Linked DNA regions of Anser cygnoides: region 2 is linked to region 1. The links are chromatin contacts, called in public Hi-C maps. All regions are on one chromosome and are shown on one strand. Each heading gives the region's core, a stretch centred on a gene start, on an enhancer-like site or on the middle of the called end of the contact. The rest is flanking DNA. Distances are from core to core; before and after follow the strand shown. Region 1 holds the start of RBM45 (RNA binding motif protein 45). Region 2 holds the start of HNRNPA3 (heterogeneous nuclear ribonucleoprotein A3).

The links. A called contact is a pair of places that touch in the nucleus more often than the background predicts.
Region 2: a contact with region 1 is called in a Hi-C map of liver, with 1.9 times the contacts expected there. The contact joins the promoter of HNRNPA3 here to the promoter of RBM45 in region 1. A contact is called at or near these places in 2 of 7 Hi-C or Micro-C datasets (granulosa cells and liver).

What each region holds. Positions count from the first base shown.
Region 1 is chr6:18,278,883-18,285,876 of Taihu_goose_T2T_genome, forward strand. It overlaps RBM45 (RNA binding motif protein 45), which reads right to left and starts at 1,680. Exons shown (of 10, transcript XM_048061583.2): 1 at 360-1,680. The coding sequence starts at 740. It overlaps LOC106030032 (cytochrome c, somatic-like), which reads left to right and starts at 1,795. Exons shown (of 3, transcript XM_013171595.3): 1 at 1,795-1,934; 2 at 5,202-5,378; 3 at 6,788-6,994. The coding sequence starts at 5,210. The coding sequence ends at 6,936.
Region 2 is chr6:18,590,862-18,598,134 of Taihu_goose_T2T_genome, forward strand. HNRNPA3 (heterogeneous nuclear ribonucleoprotein A3) reads right to left here and starts at 4,610. Exons shown (of 15, transcript XR_010832214.1): 1 at 4,443-4,610; 2 at 865-976; 3 at 377-400.

The DNA of each region.
Region 1 (6,994 bases), core at 430-2,929:
AAACACGTGCCTAAGATTAAAAGCTCCCTGGTTTAAGCTCCCAGCGGCGCTTCGCTCTCGCAGCCAAGCTGAGGCAGGCAGCTCGCTGCCCGCTTCCCCACGAGGGGGGCAGAGGGCGCTGGGGGCGCTGCTCCCGGCCGGCCCCCGCCCCAGGCGGCCCCAGGGGGCGGCTTCACCTCTGTACGTGGAGGCCACCGCTCCTCGAAGCCGGCAAGCCCGGGCCCGGCGGCCGAGGCCTGCCGCCCTCCTGCCGCCATGCTGAGAAGGGAGGGAAGCTGGGGGCCGCCGGGCAAGGGAAGCGGTGGCTGCTGCAGCCCCGTTCCCGGCAGGGAGGAGAAGAGGAAGAGGAGGCGCGGTACCTTGATGGGCTTGGTGTCAGGGATCAGGCTGCGGCCGTGCATCTCCTCCATGGCCCGGCAGGCCTGCGAGCTGCGGGCGAACTTAATGAAGGCGATGCCGCGGGACTCGTTGGTGCGCTTGTCCCGCAAGAGCCAGATGTTCTGGATGTCTCCGAACGGGGAGAAGCGCTCCCGGATCAGCGCCTCCCCGGTGTCCTTGCCCAGCACCACGAAGACGCGGCTGTTGGGCGGCTCGTCCAGGCACTCGGCCGACAGCCGAAAACCGCTGCTCTCCTCCATGGCGTGGCCGCCGCTGGACTCCCGGGCCGCCAGGGCTCGCTGGCTCTTCTCGGGGGCTGGCGGGGAGCGGCCGCAGCGCCCTTTTCGCCGCGGAGACAACATGTCCTCCGCCCGCCTCCCCGCGCCCACTCGGGGCCAAGGCCCCGCCGCCGGCGGGCGGAGCTCGCCCCTCCGCACCGCCCCGTACCGCCCCGGGCGGCGGGGCTGGCCTGTGGGGCGCTGCCTGCGCTGCCGCAGGGGCGGCGTCACAGCACCGCGGCGTGGTGGAGCTGGGCAGGGACCTGTGGGGGCACCGTGTCGGCCCCCCAGTCAAGCCGGGCCACCTAGGGCAGGCTGGCCACGATCGCGTCAGCTTTGGAGCATCTCCAAGGAGGGAGGAGGCTCCACAGCCTCTCCGGGCAGCCTCTGCCAGCTCTCGGCCTCTGGTGTTTGTCCCTTGTCCTGTCACGGGGCACCATAGAAAAGGGCCTGGCTCCTTCTTGGCACCTTCCTTTAAGACATATATATATGTAAGTCCCGGGGCAGCCTTCTCCAGGCTGATCAGCCCCAGCTGCTCTCAGGAGAGGTGCCCCCGTCCCATAACCATCTCTGTAGCCCTTCGCGGACCCCCTGCAGCAGCTCCATGTCTCCTGTTCCGCGGGGAGCCCTGACCTGGTGCAGCACTGCAGGTGCTCAGAGGCAGGACCACCTCCCTCGTCCTGCAGTCACACTTCTCCCAACACAGCCCAGGATCCCGTCCTTCTTCTACACAGCCAGGGCACTGGCTCACCGTCAGTTTAAGCGTCCACCAGGTCGTTTCCTACAAAGCTGCTTGGAGAGTTCACCACATCTCTAACAGCTGGGTCCGAACGCAAGCAGCTCTCCAGCAGACCACCAGGGCATCCAGCGTGTCGCGGCCGTGACCCGAGGACGCCATTTGCTGGGGGCTCCCAAGCCTGTGCCTTGCTGCACGCGGGGCCTCCGGCTGCCGCCCGCCCCCAGCCTGCTCCTGTCTGCGGCGGAGCTCGGGGGCACCTCCAGCTCGGTACCGGCCATTGAACACGCCCCGCGGTGCCCTGCCGCTGGGACTGTTGCGACAGTTGCGACATGGCACGACGCCCGCTGCCGCCCGCTCCCGCCAGAACAATTGGGAGAGGCGGCGGCCAGGGGCGGCCTGCGGCGGGACCGTTGGGCGCTGGGCGCTCCCCGGCGGCGGCACCGAGCCGGCGGCACCAGCCCCGCCGTCAGGGCGCCGAGCCCTGGGGGAGGCCTCGGCGCGGAGGCCCGGTTAGCACTGGCCAGCTGAAAGGCGACAGAGTAAGAGGGGGTCTCTGAAGGGACGCGGCCTGAGCAGAACTCTTCGGTTTACCTATTGTTTTCTGAAGTTTCAAGCTGAAAGATATTACCACTTAAAAATCTGTTTGGAGACAAATCAACGAAAACATTTTCTTCTTCATTCTTGATAAGGCACTAGAAGAAGTATGGTCCATGGGCTGTAATCGCACACTGGGCACTTCACTTTCTAATTATACATTGAATTTATTATCTTAAAAAACGATGGTACCTACATAGTAATTTAAGTAGGGAAGCACGATCCTGTGGCTGGCTGTGGCTGGTCCTGTGCTGTGCTGTTGTCCCGTCAAGGCTTCTGCCCTGCCCGGCGCGGCCTCGCTTCGCGTGACGTGGAGTTTGGACGTGGAGTTTGGATCCAGTGTAACTGCTGACCCTGGCTGATGTGGCTGATGCAATTTGCCTTTTTGTGAAGAAAAACACAGCATTTGTCCCTTTCATATCGTGATTTCTTAAGTGTCTTAAGTAGTATGTTCTATCTTCAAATTAGGGTCTTAGATTAAGAACTCAGACAAGAGTCTTCCAAGATACACGTATGTTAGGGCAGAGCGGCTGTGGCTGTCGTAGCTGGCACCTTGGCATTTTCAAAATCGTGCTGCTTTCCTGTTAGCACAAAAAACAGGATTTCCTTTTTTTTTTTTCCTGGTTATGTGAAAAACTTCTGCAAACAGGCTGTGGGATTCTGTGTTGTTTTCTCAGCTATGCCAGTTCCTGGCTGGTTCTCACTGTGTGCTGAAGCACTGCTTTATCTGCTAGTCAACCGTGCAGACTGCATGCGGGAGAAAAAAAAAAAAAAAAACACTTCATTTTTTCTAGATAATTGGTGCCTGTTCACCACCAGCGGTTCTGTCAAGTAAATTTTAGCTGTTGTTTTATGAATGGATAAGGAAAACAGCATTTGTCTGCACTTTTGCAATTCTAGTGCACAGTGTGGTTATCAGTAACCATTCTAGAAGAATGAGGAAGGGAAGGGTCTCCTGTGATAGAGACTGTGCTGGTTCTTAAATAGTTCTGTGCTTTATCTAGATCTCAGATAGCTTGTTTAGATCTCAAGTAGATTTCTAAAGAAGGTACAGATTGCTTTGGCAGAGATGGAAACGAGTAGTAAATATAGTAAATACGAGTAGTAGTTTCTCTGCCACCAGACCAATGCTGCGTATAAAGCTCAGGTTCTCTGAGCTTCTGTCCAGTACTTTTTTCAGAAAGAAACATTCACCTCAGAAGAGATTTTTTTTAAAGACTAACTTTTACTAGAATAAATATCAAAACCCTGTAGTGGTTGATGAAGACTCTTTTTGAATATATTCTCTAGACTATTAAATTTTTAAAAAGTTAGAACTGAATGGTAAAAAGTAAACCTAACATTGTTCTGTAAGTCAAACACAGTGTGAAGCACGAATATCTTCTTGGGCAAATACAAAGAATCCACAGCTCCCTTTTATATAAAATTAATCACTTTATATTAGTGATTTATTACGCATTGTTGGTTTAGTTAACATTGTCTAACATGCATCTGTTGAGTGATTTTTAATTGGCTGATCACTGTATCTATACTGCAGTGAATTTCTGTCATTACTGTTGTTTGATCAGGTTGATTATATGTCTTTGAATACTGTGTTTGAACATTTCCCAATTGGCATGTCATCATCAATACAATACGAAGTTGTCTTGGATACAGCAAACATTGTTCCATTCTTGCTTTATTAGACTACAGATAGCTTGCCTCTGATTGCATTGTTTAGCAGTTTTATTGATTGCATTCTCAAGTGCCCCATTACTGAAGTTGTATATCTACAATGACCAGACTTCATTTTTCAGGCCTTTATACATTGAAGCCATCCTTTTAATTCCTTCTATCTGGATTTGTTTGGAAAAGGTGTTACAACACATTTTATACTTATGCACAAAAGCGTCCCTTCTGGTAAAGACCTAGTTCTTGTAAAATAACACGTTAAAACTGTTGTTTGTCATTGTTTGTTACTGTTTATATTCGGTTTTGCTTTTTTTTTTTTGTTGTTGTTCTTTTAATTTATCAGCTTTCCTGTCCAGCCCTCTGATTTTGAATTCATACTGTCTACAGATGTTATTTATAGGACCTGTAAGGGAGCATATTTAAAACAAAATATTTGTGAAAACAGTCTTCAACAAGTTCTGCATTTTTCATTACAATGATTTCCTGTCTAAATAACAATTTCAGCATATTGCTGTATTTGGTTCTCAAGAGTATTCTTTTTATTGTTTAACTGAAGACATGCTTATATTCACGTTGTTATAAAATAATTGCATGGTTTTAATAAATCCTAACAAAATGTATTCCTAAGTAAAGGGGAAGTAATTACAACTTTTCATTTTCCCATACTAGAAAAGCAAATGCTTGTACTTGGTTATTTTGATGTCAGATTACAGGACATTTTTGAAAAGTCCTTCTACATTAATTACCGTAGAAAATAACATCTAATCAATAAATATTAAGGTTATTCATCAAATATTTTAATGGTTACATTAATATGTTGTATTAGAAAACATTAAGCTTTGCATCTCCCTGTGGCTTCTTCCTGTGAGGTCAGGATGAGGTGCACCTAGAAGCACCTGGAAGGGCTCCTAGAAGTTTGGTTTTCTGGCTGGGAATAATCCTTGTGAATCTTCACATCTCTACTGTGGTGGCAGCTTCCTTCCTGCTTTCAAGAGATTTCCCGGGTATGGGAGGATAGACCGGAGTGAGGGATGTTTTGGATAGGTGATGGGAGTTGAATTCTACAGTTCTGGAGACATTCTCAGTAGCACTGTGACCCACTGGGAAATCCTGAGGTGCTGCTATGTTTTAAATAGGTCTTCTAGACAAAAGTACATTGACCTTTACTCTTACCATGGAAGTAACTCAAAGCTACCTTAACTTCCAAAGATGTGAGTGGAATATTCAGTATCCCTCAGAGATGCAGCAAAAAACTCATGATGCTTTTCCCTAATTGTAAGTTAGGTCACTTAAAAAAAAAAAAAAATTAATGACCATCAACAACCAGATCGTGTTAAGAAACTTTGCACCTTAACGAAGCCTTATTGAAACTTAAATTCATAATTAAGTCCAGGTCAAATTTTCATTAGTTTGAGGCATATTATCTTTTATTACTGTGCAAGATGGATGGAGATATTTTCTAAAACTGCAGAAGGAGATGACAAATATAAGAGCGAACATTTCTATAACATTGTGCAATTTTATTTTAAATTTTTTGACAGAGCTCAAAATGGGTGATGTTGAAAAAGGCAAGAAGATCTTTATTCAGAAATGTTCTCAGTGCCACACAGTTGAAAAAGGTGGAAAGCACAAGACAGGACCAAATCTTTGGGGTTTATTTGGCCGCAGAACAGGACAAGCTGCAGGATTTTCTTACTCAGATGCAAACAAGAACAAAGGTAAAGCTAACAGATGACATGGATGAGGTGCAGTGCTGGAGAGAACATAGATGGGGAAAAAAAAAAAAAAACAAACATTTAGAGGTACAATACCAAGGCTTAATCACATTGAGTTACTCTCACAGCCATCTACTTTGCGTTACTATACATGAGTCTGAACTATAGTTTCAGAAACAAAACTATTCGTCCCCTAAATTAAAAAGAAATTCTTGCAGCATTTAGCATGGCAAGTCAGAATGTATATAGCTTCCCAGAACTCTGTAATATCAATGGGCAGATTTTCATTTCTGTTCCTTAAGAATGCTTCTAGATTTTGTTTGCTGGTCACTACCCTCTGCTGGCATTGTGGCGTGCTGCAGTTGTTTTACTCAGCAACGTTTTACTAAATATCATCACCTACTAGTAACTAATGACTTGCCTTGTGTATTTTAGTACAGTCAGCTTTGAAAGGTGATGGAGCACCTAAAAATGGAAAATAATTCTGTGTATTAATTTTGGGGGGTTGTTTTATAGATATTGTTTGAATATAAATTATATTTAAATCAAGCTATTAATTACAAATACAGTCTTGTTTTTTTTCTGGTTACTGCAGTGTTGTAGAATTTACTGACTTTTTATTTTCTTTTGATTTCTGGGAGCTGTTTTTTGACATTCACTTTATAATGGTAATTCCTTGGTGTGAAACATCATGTACTTCAACATCTGTTAATTATGGTTTTTCATTGAAAAATTAGTGAACAAATAATACAGATGTTAGTAGTAATTTTTGAAAGAAAGCTAACAAAGTGATATCTAAATCCACTTGAGGTAATGGGAAAAGTCAACTTTGGAGGACAGAAGATAAAATTGAACATGTCATTATGATGAGGTATTTCGATAGTCTTCAGCACAACAGTAGGCTTCTGTTGACAGAGACAGAATTTAGCTGTGTTGGAAGAAAACACTAATGCTTTTTCAGCTTCTGTGGAGATATTCCAGGAAGTGGCCATTGATTACTCTTTTTCTAAGGCCCTTCAGTGGAGCACAACTTTGATGAATTTAATGTTGATCTGCAGACACTCATTTTGAACAGTTGAATAAAATGATAGTTGTATCTTCTGGTTACTGGAATTGCAAAGATACATAGTTTAAAAGCAGTAAGTAGTTTTATGTTAATTGGCTCAATGACTTGCAACTCTTGATGCTAAAAAGGATTTGTGTTTGATTTACTAAAATGACTCGAACACGATCTACACCTTGTGCATTTTATATTATGCTACACTCACGTTCACATTTCTCTTGAACTGTGGGCACGTTATGTTCAGGAGCACCACCACACCTTACACTTTAGACCCTTGGTAATTGTTGTAAATATATGATGTTGGGCTAGCCTTGCAGTTTACTGTGGGGGTTTTTTGTTTGTTTTTCAGGAGTTTCCTGGAGTGAGAGTACACTGATGGAGTATTTGGAAAACCCTAAGAAATACATTCCTGGTACAAAAATGATTTTTGCTGGAATTAAAAAGCAGAATGAAAGAGCTGATCTTATTGCATACTTGAAAAAAGCAACTTCTTCATGAAACATGGCTGCAGCAGCTGTAGTAACAGTGCAAATGCTTTTAATTTTGAGCAGCTGCT
Region 2 (7,273 bases), core at 3,360-5,859, 310 kb after region 1:
CACACATTTCTTCAATACAAAGTAACCATAAGCTACTGGATACATGCAACTCAGAAAAGGTTTGTTCTTAACTCTAACCCTCTGACATTACAGCAGTGTATGATCGCCAGAGAAAGATGGGCTTAACTAGCTAAAATACTCAGGCATCCTGGAAAAGTAACGTTAGAAAGCAAATAAATCAAAGTATATAATCAAACAGGGTCTCAATTACAAGCCATACAAGCATAGTTAATACCCTCTTTGCTAATCTTAAAATTGAGTTTATACTCTGAAGGGTATCAAGACTTTTCCCCCCCTCCCACTTCCACACCCTGCCCCAAAGTAACTAGCTCCCATCCTCCCAGAACAGCCCCACCATCTTCTCTATACTACGCACCTTATTCAGTCTACGGTATTTCTGCTAGAAGCAAAAGAAAACAGTTATTTTTACTTAGTACAGCCTCGCTTTCATTTGCAGTGACTATTAGGCAACCATTTTTTATTAAAAAAGAACCTGTCTTCATTCCCACTAAAAAAAAGATTGTGAAGATAGGAAAGAATCGAGTTCCTGCCAATATTCTGAGGATGCATCTATTTCTTTAAAAGAAAAATAATTACACCTTTAGTCACAAACATACATTTACACATTTAGTTATAACAGAAAAATATAAAAGCAAAGTTTCCCCACTATACTTAACATCCCACCCCTTAAAATTGTAACTACTATACAGCACTTTAAGGTTATTCAGCTATTATGGGGATGAAGAAGGTAGAAAACAAAGTTCTAAATTAATGCATCAGATAGAAACAGTTAAGTATAACTATTTTTATTTATCTCTTCCCCTTAAAGCTACTTGTTTTTAATTAAAAAAGCAATTCTCTCACCTGTGAGGATCGTCTTCCTTTTCTCTTGTAGTCTTCCACATCTCTCTCTTCCTTAAGAGCAGCCATTTTGGAAGGGTACTCTAACTCGGCCTTTCTTTTAGATTTAGGAAACCTAGAAAACAGGTTGGATAAGTCAGTACTTACCCCAATTCCTATGAAGTAGGGCCTTTCTCTGGCTGCAATGCACAGGTGTGGCTTTACAGAAGGGGAAAGGGGCAATGAAAGTATAAAAAAGGTAAGTATTTCAAAGGGTAAAAATCCTCAGCCTATTTTGCCCAAGAGTAGCTGCAGAAAGAGCAGGTGCTGCCAGGTGAAAGTGTTAGAATAACTTGGTATAACCTGAAGTTACAATCTGCAGAGCAACTTATTTCAAATATTGCCTTATGTAACTATCACGAATACAACTTGTACATAATAAATAATAAATCAAATTCTACTTCTCCAGATTTAAAATCCAAAATTTTTGCAAAAAAACATTTTGCAAATAATGCTTATTAAAATTATCTTATGTGTAACCTACTGAAATCAGTAATCCAGCAGCCTACAAACTGGAATACTACAGGATGTGAAATGTTTTCTGTACTGAAAAATATTTTCCACTAACACCAGTGGAAGGACCCTTTAGTGATTCTGTTCTTGCAGAACTAGAAATTTTAACACTTGAACCCTAGCGATCTGTAGCACTAGTCATTTGTGTTACTTTTCCTTACAAATTATATATTTCATTACTACTTCGTACTCTATTTATGTGCCCAATTTTTATCAATGAATATTAATGAAGTTACAAAAAGCATTTCACAAGATAAACTCAGTCAATGCATCCATATATAAGCATTCAAACAAAAAAATCACATTTGCTTTCACTTTGTTTTTTTAATATCAAGTTTCCTAAAACCATTGTTATGTGATTTCTCTTAGTATGCTATATTGCTATCTTTGGAAACAATTCACTATTATGCCAGGTGTTTCTTGAAAATCATTATAGTAGCCAAAGTAGCCAACTAAATAATATGGTACTGTAAAATTGCATTTGTACTGCATTAAAATAATTGATATTTACAAGATTAAGTGTATTGGTTTTCATTTTTTGTTTTTGAAGTTTTATTGCATAGGGAAAGACAGGTAGGTTTTTACTAATGACTCATTTATTCGAAGTTAAATAATATAATTCCATGTTTAAATTCAAATTAACGTTCAAATTAAGACCTTAATATTAAAGAGCTGTGAAATCATGAGTATTGTGACTGAAGGTGTTAAGAATCTTAAAGGTTTTCTGAACTAATGTCAAGGCATTTGTAGTATCTGTAGTATCTTCAGTTCCTCTCTATGCCATATGAACCTGCTCTTGAAATCCTTCAAATAAAACTTAGATTGACTTAGCTGAAGGACTTAGTATCCTAATACCTCCCGGGCTGTTCAATTCCTCAAATCACACAGCAGTCAAGGGCTTTAAAAAAAAAAAAATGCTGCTGTATGGCGAAATAAATCTTTTGGAATTATTAGGGAGGGAAGGGCTAGGCCTAGATACCTTTTTAAGTAATTAAGAGCTTGCAAATGCTCTCTTATTTCATCACCTGTTGCTTTCCCCAGTGGGGCTCCATACTGACCACCATAAAGCTCATCGGCATGGTCTCTACAATGATCTGAAGAATATGATGGGCAAAAAAAAGAGCTGTTTCATTACTGATGAGTACCATCAGCTAAACTGGTACACAGCCCTGTGCAGCCTTCTTTCACAGGAAGCTTAAACAACTGTAAATACTAGCATTTTTATAATTTATATCAACAACATGTTGTTTTTCGCTTTGATTTAAAATATTCAAAATGTTCTTATCAATTGAGTTTAACTAGCATCGAAGCAGTTGTATACTGCAACTTAAAATGACAGAAATTAAATGAAAGTAATCAGAACAAATTTGTTGCTATAATGGTTCCCAGGAACTACCTAATTACTACAAGAAACTTATAATGCTTCTCTCTCTTAGAGAGACAAGAGGTGATGGTTGAGAGGAAACTGACATTCCCTAGATGGAAATGTACTTGTCCATTCAGAGAATACTATGGAGATGTATCGATCTTTTCTGTAAAAAGACGAAGTTGGACCTAATGTGCATATAGTGTATCTTGCCAAACATAAGATTTAAAGCACCAAAAGAATAGGCTTTCAGCCCTAAGTGCATTTGCAGTTTATTCCCAACACCAACAGGAACATTTCCTGGGAAGAAAAAACAATATATATTAGCTTAGTAACTGATGTGATGGGTTACCAAACTTTACTGAAGCACGTTCAAATGCTTTGAATTCATCCTCCCTCAATTTTGTCAGTGTTCAACAATCCTGAAGCAACTAAGACAATTGCTTACGTGGAAAACAGAGCTATTTTTAGCTGTTCTGCTCAGGGATCCAGTTTCTTCTCAGCTTTTAATGGAACAGAAAGCAGTGTGAGCTGTCACGTCTCTGTTCTCAATTCTACAAGGTCTGAGCTTGCAATGTCACGAAGCCCAGAAAAAACACTGCACCATTTTTACTCACCATGCTTTGAGCATTTCAAGTTACTTTGAAATGCTTAAAAAAAAAAAGGTTTTGAGAGGAAAGGGAGAAGAAGCAAGAGGGGGCTGTGATTGCAGTATTTCTCTCTGGGTAGGGCATGGATGATTGCCCCAGCCTGGGTTTGATTTTGACTTGGTTCACGTTGGGGAAGTTTTGAAGCAAGGCCTGCGTGCAGGGCCGCTCCTTTGTGCTTCCCAGCGGGGCCATGGCGGGGTGCTACAGAAAGAACGCCGAGGCTCCTCCGCATGTGCGGCTGGGGGCGTGGAAACAGGGAAACGGGAAACTCGGCAGGGCTGCCCTGCCCTGCTCCCGGCCATCAGAGGGGCCCTACGCGTGCTGACGGCAAGCGCCGCTGCGTGTACCGGGGCACGGCACCGAGCGCCCCCCCCCCCCCCCCAGCACCGCACGAAATGGCGGCCGCAGCCTCGGCGCCCGCGGGGCCTCGCAGCGGAAGCGCGGCCTCCCCCCCCCCCCCCCCCCTTCCCGCCCGCGCCACGCCGCAGGGAGGCGGCGAGGAGCACGGCGCGGCCGCCATTACGCGAGCCCGCTCTGCAGCGCGGCGCGCGCAGCACCCCCACCCCTCCCGCCCGCCGTCCTCCCGCCCAGGCGCGGTGCTGCAGCCTCAGCGCACCGCTACCGCTGCTGCTGCTGCTGCTGCGCGGGCTGCGGCTCGGCAGTTACCTCCGTTCTGTGCGCGCACCCGCCTCCGCCAGCGCCAATATGGAGCCGAGGGAAGGGGGGGGTCACGTGGCGGGAAGGCGGGCTCGGGGCTCTGCGCCACCAGGGCGGAGGGGGATGGCGCGGGGGGCGCAGAGCTGGCAGCAGCGCGCGCCGCGGCCTTCGCCCCTTTCTTTCCCGCCGCCCCTCCCCTCCCCCCCCCCGCCGTGCCGCCAGCCCCGGGCCGCGCGCGGCGGAGCGGGCCCGTCCCCGCCGTAACGGGCGTGAGGGAGGGAAAGAAGAGAGCGAGGATCAGCCGCGGAGGGAAGGTGGGGATAGGGGAGGAGAGGCGAGATAAGAAAAGATATAACCGTGCCAGCGTCCGCCCGAGCGCCTGCCCGCCCTCTCCTCGGTCCCACGCCGGCAGCCGGCCTGGCGCACTCACCGCCGCCCGCTGAGGGGGTGGAGACGCCGCCGCGCAGCCGTTACTGGCCCGAGCACCGCCTCTTCCCGTCACGTAATGACGGCCGCCAGCCTGCCCCCGCCCTTCCCCTCCTCCTCCCTTCCCCCGCCTCGGGAGAGAGGCGCCCGTGAGGGCTGTGGGGTGAGGGGGGGGCGTCGAAGCGCTGCCCCTGGGGGAGGCACCTCGCGGAGCTTAACGGCAGTGAAAAGAAAAAAAAGGGGGGCGGCGTGCCACGGGCGTACCTCCGCGCGAGTCTCGGGGAAGCCGTGAGGGGCCCCGAGCCCGCCGGGGGAGGATTTTTTGTCTCCTGGCGTCGCTTTTGTCTTGAGGGTGCTGCGGAAAGATGGCTGTGCAGAGGCTGCTCAGCTCGCACCCTTTGGAAGCGGGCGTCGGTTAGCGTAAATTATTTCGGATTGAGTCCCAGAACAAATCCGGGAGGTTCGACAAACCTCTCTGTAGCTTCGTCAGCAGAGGCATCGCCTGTATCTTTTAGTGGGTTTTGTCACCACAAGCTAAAAGAGGTGAAAAGAAGGGTTTTTCTTCAATTTGATGTAGAATAAAGCAGAGTAAAGAGTTAAGCACATACATAAGCATTTTTTTCCTTATCTGGAAAATGACATGAGGAAAACGAAGGCATAAAAATGTACCTTCTTCAGTCTTGTTTATGCCTATCCTCTCACGGTTCCAGTAACTATTTCAGAACAATGACCTAACCCAGCTTTTGGCACTTACCCCCATTAAAAAAAAAAATTAAATTTGTGCATTACAGATGAGTACACCAACTGATGTGGTTTCACTGAAAGGCCCTTAGGTGGGTGCCCCCATATGAAGCACTAGACTGAAAGGGTTATAAATCACTAGAAGTTCAGTATTAGCTGCAGATTCATGTGTCTGTGTCGTTAACCCACATTTCCTACAAAGAAAAATTGGAGAATACGATCTTGGAGTTTCAAGTTAGCACCTTTATTTTGACTTATGCAACAGCGTCAAAACCTGTTTAACTTCTCTAAAAAGATTTTTTAAATATGTAGATATATTTACAATAGGTTTAGAAATGTTCTTTCTACTATACTGTACCTCAGTTGAAATACGTTTTTGAAGTATTAAATCTGTCAGAAGATGGTGACTTCCTACAACGTAACGTTGCATGGAAATCTTAGCAACCTCCAGATCATCTTTGTGGTACAACTAAAACCATTGATTTCTCATCCTCATCTCTTCTCCCCAAGTGTAATGCACAGTTTAACTTTTTATTTCAAATAAAATTATTCATGTATGTGTCACTTATGTTCCTTGTTCTCTTGCCCTTGAATAGTGTGAGACAGACAACAGCGCTGGCAATGTGTGTCTTAAAATACTTGTCAGTTGCAAAGATTCTTGTTAGTTTATACTGGACTTGCCTCACAATTTGAAGAATACCTTCATTAGTCTGATGTTATTCGTTTACCGCTTAAGTATCAGTCATGGAGGCTGATAGTCTTGTAGTCTGATTTGGTTGCACAGCCATAGGGAGATCCCATTTGAATTCTATAGTTTCAGTTCATGATCGTCCTTCCCCGTGTGTAATCAACTGTATAGAATGTAATCATTTTATAATATTGTGCTAGCTACACTAGCATAAAAGGCAAACCAATAAATGAAGGAGTTGCTTATTTTACAGAGTCACAGTTGCTTGTGAAAATTGTCCACAAACAAGTCTGAGGTCTTAGATGAAAAATTGTACTTTTGATTTCAGGCAAACAATTTTCTGCTGGTAAAGTGTTTTGAGGTTGGTTGGTACCCAGAAGAATATTGCTTCACATCTTGGATCACACAATTCCTTAAGAGAAAACGTGGCATTTAATACACTTCTATCTATTTTGGCTGATGTAGTTTCATCATTATATGTAGTTTCACATTATGTAGCAGACCTAGCGTTGGTTATCTGTGCAGATGATTGACATGCCTTTTTTTTTTTTTTCCATCAGTGTTTGCAAATGTACTGTTTTTTTTGTAAGCCATAGGAACAGTAGATTGTACCTGGTTCAAAAAATGTGACAAAGGCCTTTAACTTTCATATACTTTCATGGCTGAAATTTCAGTCTTTTCTTCATCCTCTTCTTTTAATTGTTTGTTTAATTATTTATTTTTGATTGGCTCTTACATGGTTTTAGATTGTGAAAAGATTCTTTGTGTAAAGAAATATTATTGGTGAAATTGTCCAAAGGTTTGCTTTTGTTTGTTTGTTTGTTTTTACTGTTACACAGAGATTATGAATGTGACTATGAAATTGATCTTGAGTTCTACTCTCCAGAATAGTAATGTTAACAGAATCCATTCAGTGAACGAAGTATGTTTTTCATAAGCCTCTTAGATTGCAGAAACAAATTGACTTATTATTAATTAAATGATTGTATTGTGATGGTAGTTTTGTAAATGTAGTTGGTCTAAATATATTTAAGTTTCCTATGTTGAAAAGGGCACAACTGCAATTTTGATCAGAAGGCCTGCGTGCTCTATACTAAAATGTTCAAGTGATTTTCAGGACTAAAGATCATTTACCATTCTGTTCTTTTTTTCTGGGTTTTAGAAATACAGTATATTCAAACATAGGTGTTACTGTAGATGCTTGACTATTGTGCAAGCAACTGCAGCTTCTGTTACCTTCTTCATTTAGAAACAATTGTTTTCACCTCTGCGCTTCGTTTAAATTGCTGAGCTTCACTGAACAAAGACAGGATAATATATTCATGTACATTC